Regions from separate parts of the Mus musculus genome. Here regions 1, 3 and 4 are each linked to region 2. Evidence: chromatin contacts called from public Hi-C, HiChIP or PLAC-seq and promoter capture Hi-C data. All regions are on one chromosome and are shown on one strand. Each heading gives the region's core, a stretch centred on a gene start, on an enhancer-like site or on the middle of the called end of the contact. The rest is flanking DNA. Distances are from core to core; before and after follow the strand shown. Region 1 holds the start of Cc2d2a (coiled-coil and C2 domain containing 2A). Region 2 holds the start of Med28 (mediator complex subunit 28). Region 3 holds the start of Cd38 (CD38 antigen). Region 4 has its middle 11 kb from the start of Bst1.

The links. Promoter capture Hi-C pulls out the DNA fragments that hold promoters and counts their contacts. Hi-C and Micro-C count contacts between places; a contact is called where the count stands out from the background. HiChIP or PLAC-seq counts read pairs in DNA pulled down with a chosen protein or histone mark.
Region 1: a Hi-C map of hematopoietic stem and progenitor cells shows a contact between it and region 2, with 5 times the contacts expected there. The contact joins the promoter of Cc2d2a here to the promoter of Med28 in region 2. A contact is called at or near these places in 2 of 39 promoter capture datasets (the 3T3-L1 cell line and embryonic stem cells), 1 of 15 datasets of contacts at CTCF or cohesin (stem cell-derived epiblast-like cells), 3 of 484 Hi-C or Micro-C datasets (cortical neurons and hematopoietic stem and progenitor cells), 1 of 115 datasets of contacts at active chromatin or transcription factors (forebrain) and 2 of 9 other capture datasets (adipose tissue and pancreatic islet).
Region 3: an H3K4me3 HiChIP or PLAC-seq map of pro-B cells shows a contact between it and region 2, with 6 times the contacts expected there. The contact joins the promoter of Cd38 here to the promoter of Med28 in region 2. A contact is called at or near these places in 7 of 39 promoter capture datasets (cranial neural crest, embryonic stem cells, hippocampal neurons and 4 more), 1 of 484 Hi-C or Micro-C datasets (B cells) and 2 of 115 datasets of contacts at active chromatin or transcription factors (embryonic stem cells and pro-B cells).
Region 4: a contact with region 2 is called in a promoter capture Hi-C map of embryonic stem cells, with 4 times the contacts expected there. The contact joins the enhancer-like site here to the promoter of Med28 in region 2. A contact is called at or near these places in 2 of 39 promoter capture datasets (cranial neural crest and embryonic stem cells) and 3 of 115 datasets of contacts at active chromatin or transcription factors (differentiating embryonic stem cells, embryonic stem cells and stem cell-derived neural progenitor cells).

Annotation. Positions count from the first base shown.
Region 1 is chr5:43,660,659-43,663,705 of GRCm38.p6, forward strand. It overlaps Cc2d2a (coiled-coil and C2 domain containing 2A), which reads left to right and starts at 1,721. Exons shown (of 38, transcript NM_001359906.1): 1 at 1,721-1,901.
Region 2 is chr5:45,518,663-45,521,818 of GRCm38.p6, forward strand. Med28 (mediator complex subunit 28) reads left to right here and starts at 1,567. Exons shown (of 4, transcript NM_025895.4): 1 at 1,567-1,822. The coding sequence starts at 1,664.
Region 3 is chr5:43,867,071-43,870,148 of GRCm38.p6, forward strand. Cd38 (CD38 antigen) reads left to right here and starts at 1,739. Exons shown (of 8, transcript NM_007646.5): 1 at 1,739-2,050. The coding sequence starts at 1,806.
Region 4 is chr5:43,806,524-43,809,785 of GRCm38.p6, forward strand. No RefSeq gene overlaps it. Among named protein-coding and RNA genes, the nearest start is that of Bst1, 11 kb to the right of the region's middle. Within about 2 kb of position 1,653, at least 314 of the 459 cell types and tissues checked have an H3K27ac peak or open chromatin away from gene starts, as enhancers often do. A contact at or near this core is called in differentiating embryonic stem cells, embryonic stem cells and stem cell-derived neural progenitor cells, where this site is marked.

The DNA of each region.
Region 1 (3,047 bases), core at 471-2,970, 1.9 Mb before region 2:
ACCAGCACACACTGTAAGGACCCTACCTCTAATAATGTCAGGTTCTGTGGTACTGGGAGTGAAGATGTCAATATGTTATGAAGACCATATTAGTACCTCAATCTGATATCTTCCTTCTCCCCATCACACACACCACACAAACATGTTGGCTCATGTGTACACTGTACACACATATGTTAAAAAGTGAACTCTGGGTTCTCTGGTACGGTGAGACATGAAGACACAGACATGGCTGTCTTGTAGAAAGGTTATTCACACAGATCCTTCAAAGCAGGAAATGTCTTATAATTCTATAACAGAATATCACAATGGATATAAATTTGTTTCTTGGGCTGGGAAAAAAATGACTCAATCAATAAGATACTGGCCCAGAATAAATACTGAGCTCAGGTCTCCAGCACCCACATAAAAAGCCAAGTGGCTACAGGCATCTATATTCCCAGCACTGGGGATACAAAGACAGACCAATCAACCAAACACAATCAGCAGCAGTCTCCAAAAACAGCATTCTCCAAACATCAGGCTCCAAAAGAGACCCTTTACTGGGGTTTTCCCTGGAAGGAAGGTTGTGGCATGGTAAGTGTGCTGGTGGGTTTAGAATTAAATAATTTGACTTGTTTCAGAATATTCTGGATCATAGACATGCTCCCTAAGCACCTGCCTCCAGAGTGACTTAGAGCAGAGGGGTACTTCTTGGTGATTGCAGTAGATGGAGATGCCAGCTTGGGGTCAGTTAGTACGTATCAAAGAGAATATATGCATTTCCTTGGAGTCATTTATTGTCTCTAGGAATTAGTTAGCTTCAGAGATCTATCTAAGACCCATGCAGTGAATGCCAGAGCTTTAGGGATACAGAAAATAGGGGCTGGGAGATAGTTCTATTAGTAAAGGGCTTTTCATCACACAAGCATGAGGACCTGGCTTTGAAGGTGGCTAACACTCAGCATGGTGGCCCACGTTTGTTCTATCAGCACCAGACAAGCTAAGACAAGCAGGGATCTGGAGTTAGGCAGGCAGCCTAGCCTAATCACCAAATGCCAGCTTCCAGTCAGAGGTCTTGTCTAAGAAACAAAATGGCAGGCTTCTGAGGAACAACACTTGGGGTTAGGAGGCCGCGGTCTGTGGAGTTCCTTGATCTGTGGTTGTCTTTGGCCTGTAGAGTCTGAGTCTGCTTACTACTGTTCTCACTACTTGGCCTTTTCTCCTGGTTTCTTGCCTTTTTTTTTTTTTTTTTTTTTTTTTTTGAGCCATCTTGTCTGTATCCCTGCTGGGCCGCTGGGTCATTTGTAGTGAAGAGTTGAAGAAACAGAGGTTAGGCGTGTGCGGTCCAGCTTCTGTGCACAGCCAGCCAACATCCCTAATGCAACACACGCTGGAGCTCTGATAGCTCTGATGCCCGGCCACATAGTCTTTGCTACTGCTTACTAGGCAGCTCCACACAACATGGCCCCTCCTGATTCTAAACCACTCTACTTATCAACACCTTCTGTCCTTGACCCAACAGGCCATGCAACCCAGAGACATAAGGCAGGACACCCTGCTGAGAGCCTGAGTCCTCTCTGCTAGGCTGCCCAGTTGCTTTCCCTTTGTCTCTCTTCAGCACGTTATTTTTCCACTGCTTGCCCAGCAAGCTCATATTCCAAGTCTTAAAAGTAAACTGCCACTTTAAAAAAAAAAAGCGGCCGCCTAGTGACCTTCCCTGGGAACTGGTTGCTAAGCTGGTGTTTTTTTTTAAACCCTGAGATATGGCTGCAGCTTCCCAGGGAGTAACCTCTCTTACCCCAGCCCACCCTTTCGCTCATTTCTAAAAGGTTCTCTGGCTTGACACAACTGGTCTCTCATCTCATCCCTTCAGCCCAGCAAGTGGAATCTGCAAACTTCGTTTTGTAGAGTGGACGAAGGTAAATCAGTCTTTAACAGAGACAGGCTGCAGTGTCCTGCTTTCCTCTCCTTTCCGTTCCGGCAGAGAAACCAGCCCCTCCCTGGTGCAGTGAGAGTGGAATGAATGCTTTGTAACGTTAGGGACTCTCATCTTGCTAACATTAGAGACCCTTCATCTTGCTTGCAGTTTCACTCTCTCAATGCAAAGTGGGGGCACTGCAGGGACAGCTCTGATTTCAGCTGCTGTCTGGCTTGCAGGGGAAAAGCAAACCGGTTCACAGAGAGCCTCTCTGGTCAGTGTGCTGCTAAGCACTAGCTGCGTGTTGCTTTCGGGCCTTTAGTTTAAACTGCTCCGGGGAAGGGGAGGGCGGGCCGGAGGGAGTACTCTCCGTGTGGCGAGCTCCACTTTTCTTGTTATTGGACAAAGAGCTCTGAACCGCAGGGCTGAGGTCTGCCAAGCTTTCAGAAGTCTACTGGCCATCAGCTCAGCTGTTTTCATTTTAGGTGCTATGAAATGCTAGGTGCTATGAAATGCTAATAAAATCTAATGAGAAATACATGTCTGCTATTGCATTTTATATAACATTTCTGCAAATAAGTGTAACGACAGCATGCTTTGTATAGAGGGGAACTGTATATGGATAGAGAAAATATGTGCATATATGTATACATAGAGATAGAGAGATATGCACATATATAAACATAGATCAATCTGTATATAGATAGTTGGCCTAGAGTTCACTTACAGAGTCATTTATTCAAGTTTTTAGTGAGCATCAATGATGCAGCAGATGAAGAACTCAAGTTTACAGTGTACAAAACCAACTTAGACCAGGTCCAGTGGTGAGACTTTGCTGGGGAAGCAGATGTAGAAACAGATAATGAGATCAGTGACAAAACAGACTTGTAAAAAGGTCTAAAGAGCTTGGCCCACAGCGGGACTCCTGCCATAGAGGTGCTTCCAGCACCCCCTGTGCAGCTGAGCAATCCCATGAGCAGAGCCTGGGTGCTGACCTGGCCTCATCAAGTGAAAGGTGTCCCGTCCATCTGATTAAATGACCACACACAGCTGTGTCACTCACCTGGTACCCTAGAAGCTGGGGCTAGAGTAACTTGCTGCTACATAATTAATCATTAAAAAGGCACAGGATGGCTCCTGAGAGTTC
Region 2 (3,156 bases), core at 317-2,816:
TTTTGTCACAACGTTGCAAGATAATGCCAGAATGAATGTGAACAGTTCTGATGGTATCCACCTCACACATACATAGACCCAGCACCTCCTCATCTGTGCTCAGAGCATGGTTGAGACAAGTTAGTTAAGTGTCAGACTCAAGAAACTGCTGCCATGGGCCCACTGCAGCCTGGGCCAATCCAGTGCTGAGATGCAGCCTTCCCAGCCCGAGCTCAGCCATCTGCTCAAGCCTCTGCGCTTATTTTTCAGTCAACAAGTGTTTCTCTATATTTGCTAGACAGAGTTCTGGATGTTGGGCATATAGATAACTAAAACCTGACTAACCCCGCAAAGTATTTCTTTAGGTTTTTTTTTCTAGAAAGGTCTTCCATTTAAATTTTCATTCCAAATGAGATCTCTTTAGAGAGGCCCTCCACATCAAAGAGCACTTAGCTGTCCACTCCCAAGCATTTTCCCTCAGTACTTATCTCTACAAATAATGCTGTATGTATTTATGAGGTTTTTCTTCCTATTTGGGGTATTTACTACTATGTCTAGATTATTAAACATGCCTATCTGGAAACTAGAAGGACTCAGTTAAGTTGAAGGGACACTAGTCCACTTGAGCATGGCTCTGGCAATCCTTGTTCGGCTCCTCCATTTCCTCTGCTTTACTAAGAACTGTTAGATTGTGTTCCTAAAGCTAGCCACCGAGGTTTGTTCACTTATTTGGCCACTTCCTGAGGCTGACTACCAAGGTGAAGATATCATCGTATTGAAGTCCAGCAATGAAAAGTCCCCGTTGGCTCACCTAATTAACTTGTCCAACTAAAATTGAACACATCATTCTAACACAGGGGTTCCCTTTATACCATTATAAATGTCCATTTTACTATGTGCCGCATCTGTCTCCTCTCTATCTAGAGGCAGTCTTTTATCCTCCAGTGACAAATACCACTCCCCATCCTTCTCTTCTCCTTCATCCTGTCTCCTGTCACTTATTCCCTACCCTCTGTCTAGGGCAAGGAAATCTTTCGGCGAAAACTTGGTCAGCTGATAATTTTTCTTTTTTTTTTAAGTGTTGTAAAATTAAACAACAACGACGACAACAAGGCTATTTGGCTTCTGAATTAGTGAACAGGCAAACATTAAAGCCGTTATGAAAACAGATGCAGTCACTTTCCCTCCGGTGTTATCATATACGATTAGAAAAGTGCCAGGAACACTGGTATCCTTCAGGATGTCACCTCACGCCAGAATTTAGAGGGAACTTGTGTTGTTCCAGCCAGAACAAGTGACTAGATTGGCATTTGGTACATCTCAAGCCCTTAATCACCCTAGAATGAACTGATGACTCATTTTTCTAAAGGAGCGCAGAAAAGACTCGGCTAAGGTCTTTAGGGACAGCCCAAGGGCTTGGCTGGAGGCAGGGAGGCCAGCGCCCTTGTTCGGTCTCTGCAAGTGACTGGTTTAAACCAGTCCCAGCATTTAGTATTTAGGTCAAAAAAGAGTAAACCCAGGTCGGCTATAAATTGGGCAGACCGCACAGAAACAAGGATGATGGTAAATCCTTTCTCCGGGCGAATAGGCGAACTGCCCGTCATGTGACCAGGCCTGCCACGTGATCAGGCTGCCCGCGCCTGCGCACACAGGCCCGGTGTCGTTTCCGCCCGCCGTTGCAGACATGGCGGCGTCCCTGGGAGGGATGTTCACTGGGCAGCCTCCAGGTCCCCCGCCGCCGCCGCCCGGGCTCCCAGGCCAGGCGTCGCTTCTGCAAGCAGCCCCTGGGGCCCCGAGACCATCTAACAGCACTTTGGTGGACGAGTTGGAGTCATCCTTCGAGGTAAGCCGAGATGTGGGCGTCTCTGTGCAGCCCTCACAGGCGTGCGGAAGGCGCGCAGGTTAACTCCTTTCTCGGTCCCGGCGTTTAGTAGAGGCGGGGCACCGGAGAATGGAAGTCGCCTGCCGTAGATTGGGTACTACCTGTGGCCGGTCGTCTCAGGTCTGCCCCCGCAACCGCGACATTTCTGGAGACCGTGGCCTTGAAGTTCGCCCAACTCCCATCCACCTCGGGGCTCGTTGGATCCCCTGCGGGTCTAGTAGGATCTGGTCTTCCCTGGAGCGGGCCCACTCGGCTGAGGTCCTCTGAGTTTCCAGGTCACATACTGGACGCTTTTCCTGTTTTTCTCTAGTGTTCTGTGTAGACCTTCCAATGGCCCCTGGCACCTGCCTACCTGTTAGCTTGTTTGGGTGCCATCCCTTGACTTCTCTGGCTTTCGCTTTCTATTCATTTGGTAAATGCTCTTTGTTGGCATAAGTTGAGTTCTCACTGTGGGAGGAAACCTTAGTAGAACGCTTGGGTCCATCCACTCTTGGATGCAGGGATGGAACTCAGGTGTGGTGGCAAACATCTTTACCGGATTAGCCATCGCACCAGTCCTAAAATACTGGGCTTTTAATAGAAGGGCACGCGTTGTTTTTAACCTCCGTAAGACTGACTGTCCATAAAGGTCCATGCTTTAAATGTTTTTCAAAGGATGGGGGGGGGGGGTGGGCTGGGAGGTGCAGCAGGAACTAAAGTTTCTGAAGTTAGTTTTTGTCTTTTTGTTTTGTTTTGTTTTGTTTTGAGACAAGTTCTCAGCGTAGCCCTGGCTGTTTTGGAACAAGCGCTGTAGACCAGGCTGACTTTGGACACACAACTGTCTCTGCCTCCCTAGTGCTGGGATTGAACAAGTGCAGCACCACTGCCTGGCTTGCAGTTAGGTTTGGTTTTTTTTTTTTTTTTAAGTCTGCATGGCCTACTGCCGTTGGTGAAGCCCCCCCCCCCCCCGCCCCCAAGCTTTGTGGGCCATAGGTTTTCTGAAATCTGCACATCATGCTCACGCCCCAAAAGTCCAACAAGACTTAACTTTTACCGTACACAGAATAGGCAGTCTGGTTGGTCGAGCTGTTACAGGAGTGGGAAATCCTTTGACTGTTTCCATCCATCAGATCTGGAGCTAGCCAGGAGGATTCATTGCTTCTGAGAGGAACTTTGGGTGTAGTTTTGACTTGTGTTCGGAACCTAAATTTGGTTCTGTGTCTTTGTGGTTTTTTTTTCGGTGCTTGCTCAAGGCTGTCGGGGTCTGTTCTCAGACTGTGTTCCTCTGTCAGCTGCTGTCATGCTTGTCTGTCTGA
Region 3 (3,078 bases), core at 489-2,988, 1.7 Mb before region 2:
GAGAGAGAGAGAGAGAGAGAGAACCAAAGAACTGCAGGAACAAAAATGAAGGTCCAGTTAACAGGCCCAGCTCAAGGGGAGGCTCCAAGGCCTGACATTATTACTGATGCTATGGAGTGCTTACAAACAAGGGCCTAACATGACTGCCTTTCGAAAGGCCCAACAAGCAGCTGAATGAGTCCGATGCAGATATTTACACCCAATCAATGCACAGAAGCTGGTGACCCCTGTGGTTAAATTAGGGAAAAGCTAGAAGAAGCTGAGGAGGAGGGCAACCCTATAAGAACAGCAGTCTCAACTAACCTGGACCTTCGAGACCACTCAGACACTGAGCCACCAACCAGGCAGCACACACCAGCTGATATGAGGTCCCTAACACATATACAGCAGAAGAGTGCTGGGTCTGGACTCAGTCAGAGAAGATGCACCTAACCCTCTAGATACTTGGGGCCCCAGGGAGTGAGGAAGTCTGGTGGGGTGGGGGGTAGGGATAGGGGTGGGGACATCCTCTTGGAGAGGGGGTGGGGAGGAGGAGGTGAGGGAATGTACCAGGAGGGAGATGAAGTCTGGACTGTAAAAAAAGATTAAAGAATGTATTTTTAAAAAAGAAAAAGAAAACACAGGAAAAAAAAGAAAGAGAGGGAGAGAGGCACACAAAATGAATAAGCAAAATGACAGCAAACGTTTAAAAAAAAATGAAATGCACAGTCTAAAAAAGTCCTCCTGACATACGGAGCTGCAGAGACTTACTCTCCTGCTGCCTTCGGAAGGATTCTCTGTCATCCTGTAGTATAGCTGCAATGCTGCTTTCCCGCATCTTAAAACAGAACAAGGGGCTTTCCTGCCCCAGCTCTTGCATCCAGTACCCTCTGCCTGAAAAGTGTCCCGTGAAAATCCTGTGTCATGATCCATTCTGTGACAAGTCTCTGTTTAAGCAGAAGAGTGCGGGGTCTTCTTGGGAAGGAGAGCCAGGAAGAGCCTTTGTATTTGGGGTTCCCATGTGGGATGAAGTATTACTGCACATGAGATGGGTTGCGAGCATCCTATCAACTCTAAAATCCTACCTTTGTCAACCCCCTAGAGTAAGCAGCAATAACTTACATTTATTGAGTAATCGGTTGTTATGTCTTAGGGATTATGCTAAACACCTAGGAGGTATTAAGCCATCTAATCAAAGCAAGCTTTGATGTAATGAATGTGAGGCTCTGCTCACATCTATCTAGTTCAGAGAGGTAAGTTTATCTTAACAGCACTTTACCATCTGGGGCTGGGTTTGAACTGATACCTCCTGAGAAGAGGGGCAGAGTAAAGCTGAGACTTTAAAGATACTTGGGCAGGATTTTTATCAAAGCTCAGAAGTAGAGGTAAGCAGGCCATTCATTGCCAGGCATTTGGGTGAACAGAGAGAGAGAGGGAGGGAGGAGAGGGAGAGGGAGAATAATTTTACACACACACATACACACACACCTGAGCATAAGTAGCAAACATGTCAAGTGTCAAGGTTGTTGGTCAGGAGTATTCTGAAGCTGTTGTTTGTGTACCAGCAGAGGCTAAAGTGCTGTCTTCTCTTGGAGAGAGAGGTTCTGGTCAGTTTGCTCTGGAGTCTGGAAGTAAGCAGTTGGAGTGCCTGTTGACAACCCAAGAGCCTTATTAGTCCAGTCACCTCCGTGGAACTTTGGAGCAGGAGTAGGGGGTGGGAAAGGAAGCAGATAAAAGCAAGTGAAAAAAAGGAGGAGGGGCAGGCTCTGACCCAGTCAGCCCTGTGCTCTCTTCCTGCCTAGCCTGGGCCAGTCTTCGGGAGCCCAATGGCTAACTATGAATTTAGCCAGGTGTCTGGGGACAGACCTGGCTGCCGCCTCTCTAGGAAAGCCCAGATCGGTCTCGGAGTGGGTCTCCTGGTCCTGATCGCCTTGGTAGTAGGGATCGTGGTCATACTTCTGAGGCCGCGCTCACTCCTGGTGTGGACTGGAGAGCCTACCACGAAGCACTTTTCTGACATCTTCCTGGGACGCTGCCTCATCTACACTCAGATCCTCCGGCCGGAGATGAGGTGAGTTGGCTTCTGAGGCTCACTCTAGGCACAGTGCGCAGCGGGACACCGGGGAAGCAGGCTGTGACTCAGCTGGAGCTCTCGCGGCGGGGGGGAATCTTCCAGATTGTCCCAAACAAAGAATCTTGTGTTGTGGATCAGCTGGAAGCCGAAGGGCAGTGCTGAGCGGAAGGTCTCCTGTTCAAGTTACCAGAACACCGCCTGCACAATGCCTCCTCCGTTTTGGCAGTGTCTGTGATGGGGGCGCCGATCCTTGCTGAGCTCTGCAAAGATGCTCGCTTCCCACAGAGGGTCCTGAACTCTGAAGGAACCCTTAGGGCTATCTTTGGCCACAGCCATGCTTCTGGGACAAAGATTACTCTCAGGCACAGGAACTTCACATTGTCTTTTGGCTTGTGGTTTCCATCAGACACCGCCCCTGCCCAGAAAGTTAAGGTCACAGGCGACATTTAACTAGGTGGCTTGCTCAGCTTGCTGTGGGGGTGGAAGGGGCCAGGAGGATTTTTGTGAATTCAAGGTTAACAAGGGCTGCACAGCAACATTGTAAATTCCAGGACAAGCTTGGGTTACAAAGAGAGACCTGACTCAAAATAAGTTAATTAATTTTAATTAATTACAACACAAAGAAAACAAAAAACAAGCCCAAACAGCATCCTGGTCTTTTTTTTTTTTTGCACCTGATCATTAATAAAAACAAAACAAGACAGACTGTCAAAACTGAAATATTACTCATCAGGTAAGCGAAATCCACTTGGTGATCCTGTGTAGACCCTTGGGAACATCATCTTCATTGGTCAATAGAGTCAGCCCATAGAACCCCTTCCACCCACTACCTGCCCCAGAGGGAATGATTTATGTTGCTTCTCCCTGGCATCATTTTAACGTAGAACTGATTTCTGAAGTCAAACAGAAAGCCCAGCAGGCTGGGAAGGCACACGCAGAAACCCAACTTCACATTCTGTCTTCAGATGCACACACTTCCCGGGTGCTCGAATGCTCAGTGGTTTGGGTCCTGGTCTTACTTGAAA
Region 4 (3,262 bases), core at 403-2,902, 1.7 Mb before region 2:
TGTTGAGGCTTATCACAGCTGGAGTAAGAGTCAACATGAAGGTATAAGATCTGTGCCTGCCCCAGTCACCATCGGAGAGGCTTCCTCCAGCCACTGAAGGGAGCAGATACAGAGAGCTAGAGCCAAACATAGGTGGAGCTCAGGGTTCTCTGCAGAAGATGGAGGAGGAGGAGGAGGAGGAGGAGGAGGAGGAGGAGGAGGAGGAGGAGGAGGAGGAGGAGGAGGAGGAAGGACTGTAGGAACTAGAGGGGTCAAGAACCAGGAAAATAGGGTCCATGGAATCCACTAAGCAGAGCTCATAGATTTCACAGAAACCGAACCTGAAACCACAGAACCTGTCTGGGTTTGAACCTGGCCCACTGCATCCAAGCTGAGGTTGTTAAGCTTGAGGTTTTTGCTAGACTCCTGGCAATGGGAGTGGGGGAGTGGGAGCAGTTTGGCCTGCTCGGGGACCCCTTTTTCCTACTGGGTTGCATCGCCAAGCCTTGATGTGAGGGTTTATGCCTACTCTTACAGCGTCCTGTTATGGCACGTTTGGTTGGTATCATGTGGTGGCAGGCTCTCTTCTGAACAAAGAAGCAGCAGATGTGGGAGAGGGGAAGTTAGGGGTGGAGACTGGGAGGAAGGGAGGGAGTGAAAGCTGATGTATGAGAAGTAGATGCATGGTATGAGAGAAAAAGGAGAAAGGGAAATCTCAAAAAGGAAGGAAGGGAGGGAGGAAGGGAGGGAGGGAGAGAGAGAGAGGGAGGGAGGGAGGGAGGGAGAGGGAGGGAGGGAGGGAGAGAGAGAGAGAGGGAGGGAGGGAGGGAGAGAGAGAGGGAGGGAGGGAGGGAGAGAGAGAGGGAGGGAGGGAGGGAGAGAGAGGTAAATGTCATATAAAGTTTGAATTGAGATTCAAACTTCTGTGCCCAACTTTTTTTTCATTATAAAAAGTGTGTGTGTGTGTGTGTGTGTGTGTGTGTACAGGCCTAGAGGCCAGAAGAGGGTGCTGGATCCCCTAGTATTGGAGTTACTGGTGGCTTTGAGCCACCTGAAGGAAGTGCTGGCAATCCTCTCCAAGATTAATACATGCTTTTAGTCACTTTATCTACTTCTTGAACTGTAATGAAAGACTGCAGCTACATTAAACAGAAAATAATTATGGGTTGTGACAGAGATGCATTCATTTGTACTTACTAGTTAGTGATTTCAAAATGTGTTTTATTAAAAATCATTACAGGGAAAGATACATATGTACATCTAATTAATGAATTTATAGGTTTTTTTTTTTTTAATCAATGGTTGTCTTAACCTAAAAGGCCACACAAGACTACTGTGATTATCAAAAACACTATAGTATTCTAAGTAAATAGACAAGGTAAACCGGAATCCAAACGTCAACAGTCTCAGAGATACTCGCACAGGGGCTGTGCGTCACTCTGGGATTTATTAGGATTTATCGCCTGGGTCGCGGCTGATCCTGGAAGCGGAGTGGATCCACCATCAGCCGGTGGCTCTGGCGCTGCTGCTGCTGCTGCGACAGCCCGCCTGAGAGCCCTTGTTCATCAGCAGCTGCTTCTCCCCGGCCCACGCGCTCGGAGCTGCAGCTCGCGACCGTCCCCTCAGACTCAGCCCTGGCAAGCCCGGTTTCCGCCGGGCTTCAAATCACTCCCGCGAGAGGAGATGCTTCCGCGGTAACGCGGCGAGAACGCCTGGAGCCGCCGAGGACTTCGTGCATGCGCTCAGGCCGATCCGGCTCCCGGCTCCCAGCTCCGCACTAGCCGGCGTTTGGGGTTGATGCGCGGGCAGGTTCAACTGCAGGGTTTTGGGTTAAGTTTGTCTGCAGCTGGGCGTCTGGTGGAGGAAAGGCTGGTTATAATGGAGCTGGATCCGAAAAGGTGACCTTCTGGATTTACTCAGAGATAAATTAAGTTCTGATGGAAGAAGAGTGAGGTAATATTCTGTATCCCAGAGGACAGATGCACAGATCAGCTCCTTTAATGAGGCTGAAGTGCTTTGGAGTCTTAGCTGGGTCCCTGGAGGTCCGGGAGCCATCAGTTGGGGGTCTCCTGGGAAGATGTTTACATTCTAATACTCCTACAGCTGGCACCTGGAAGTTACTATCTGTAAGATTCCCTGTATTCGGACAATATAGATGACGAAGGAGAAGACAGGTGATGGAGCCGGGCTTTAAAGTCACTAAGTCTTAATGAATGCTTTTAAAACATAATAAGATCATTTTACAAACAAAAAAACAAACAAACAAACAAAAAACAAGTCAGAAGAAACACTATGTATACTTACCCAACTGGAGAAATAAATGCTAAAAAACAATTGAAGTCCTTAGTCATTTGATCTATTCCCATCACTTTGCTCATGAACCTCTCTTTCTTGCATAGTAACTACTTCCCACATATGTTTATGTTTAATTCTTAAGTTAACATATCCTGTGTGGTGTTGTGAATTTTAGGCCAGGAATTTATATTTTCTTTATACCTATTTTGTCCACATAATATTACTTTCAAGGTTTTTCTTGTAGCTCTACTTCATACTATTGGGAACACGCAAAAGAAACTTATTCTAAATGTTATCACTTCGTTTTCAGACTCCATTTAATCATAGGGGAAGATACATTCAAGGACCCAGGCCCTAGGAGAGTTGGGGCCTTCCCCCAAACTAAACATCTTCTATTAGAAAAAAATAATGATATTTTTTTTAAAAAAATAAGGAGATAGTTGTCTGAGTCTAGACATCTCAAGGACAACTTCCCCATCTTGCTGGCAATGTCAGACATGGAAGTTCATGTTCCCTAGAACCTCTTCCTATCCTAATGGATGGAAACTCTCTTACTCAACCTTTTACATCAAAATACGACTGGACAGTGTTACAGCCCACCCTGCTCTCCCTTGCTTTGTGGTTTCATCCTTTAAATATGCTGTGTAATGTCCCTTCAAGGTCACACTTCAGCTCCCAAGTCTATTCTGTGGTCCTGATCTATCAATAGTGTTTTGATTACAATAAATTTTTGTCATCTGCATTGACATGGTGTTTGAGTTAGGTTGGATTTAAGTCGACCCCACAATAATACAGACCACTCTGCACATGTTTACTGACAACGATATCCACTGTGTTTTGTTTTGTGTCTCTAGTGTCCAACACTTTAGATACTTATTTGTTGAATGTTGTAGCATTTGAGATAGGTTATAAATGGTGAAAAGGATTTCAGTTTGTATGAAAAGCAAGAAAAGGCCAGGTATGGCGGTGTATACCTGGAGAATCCAAG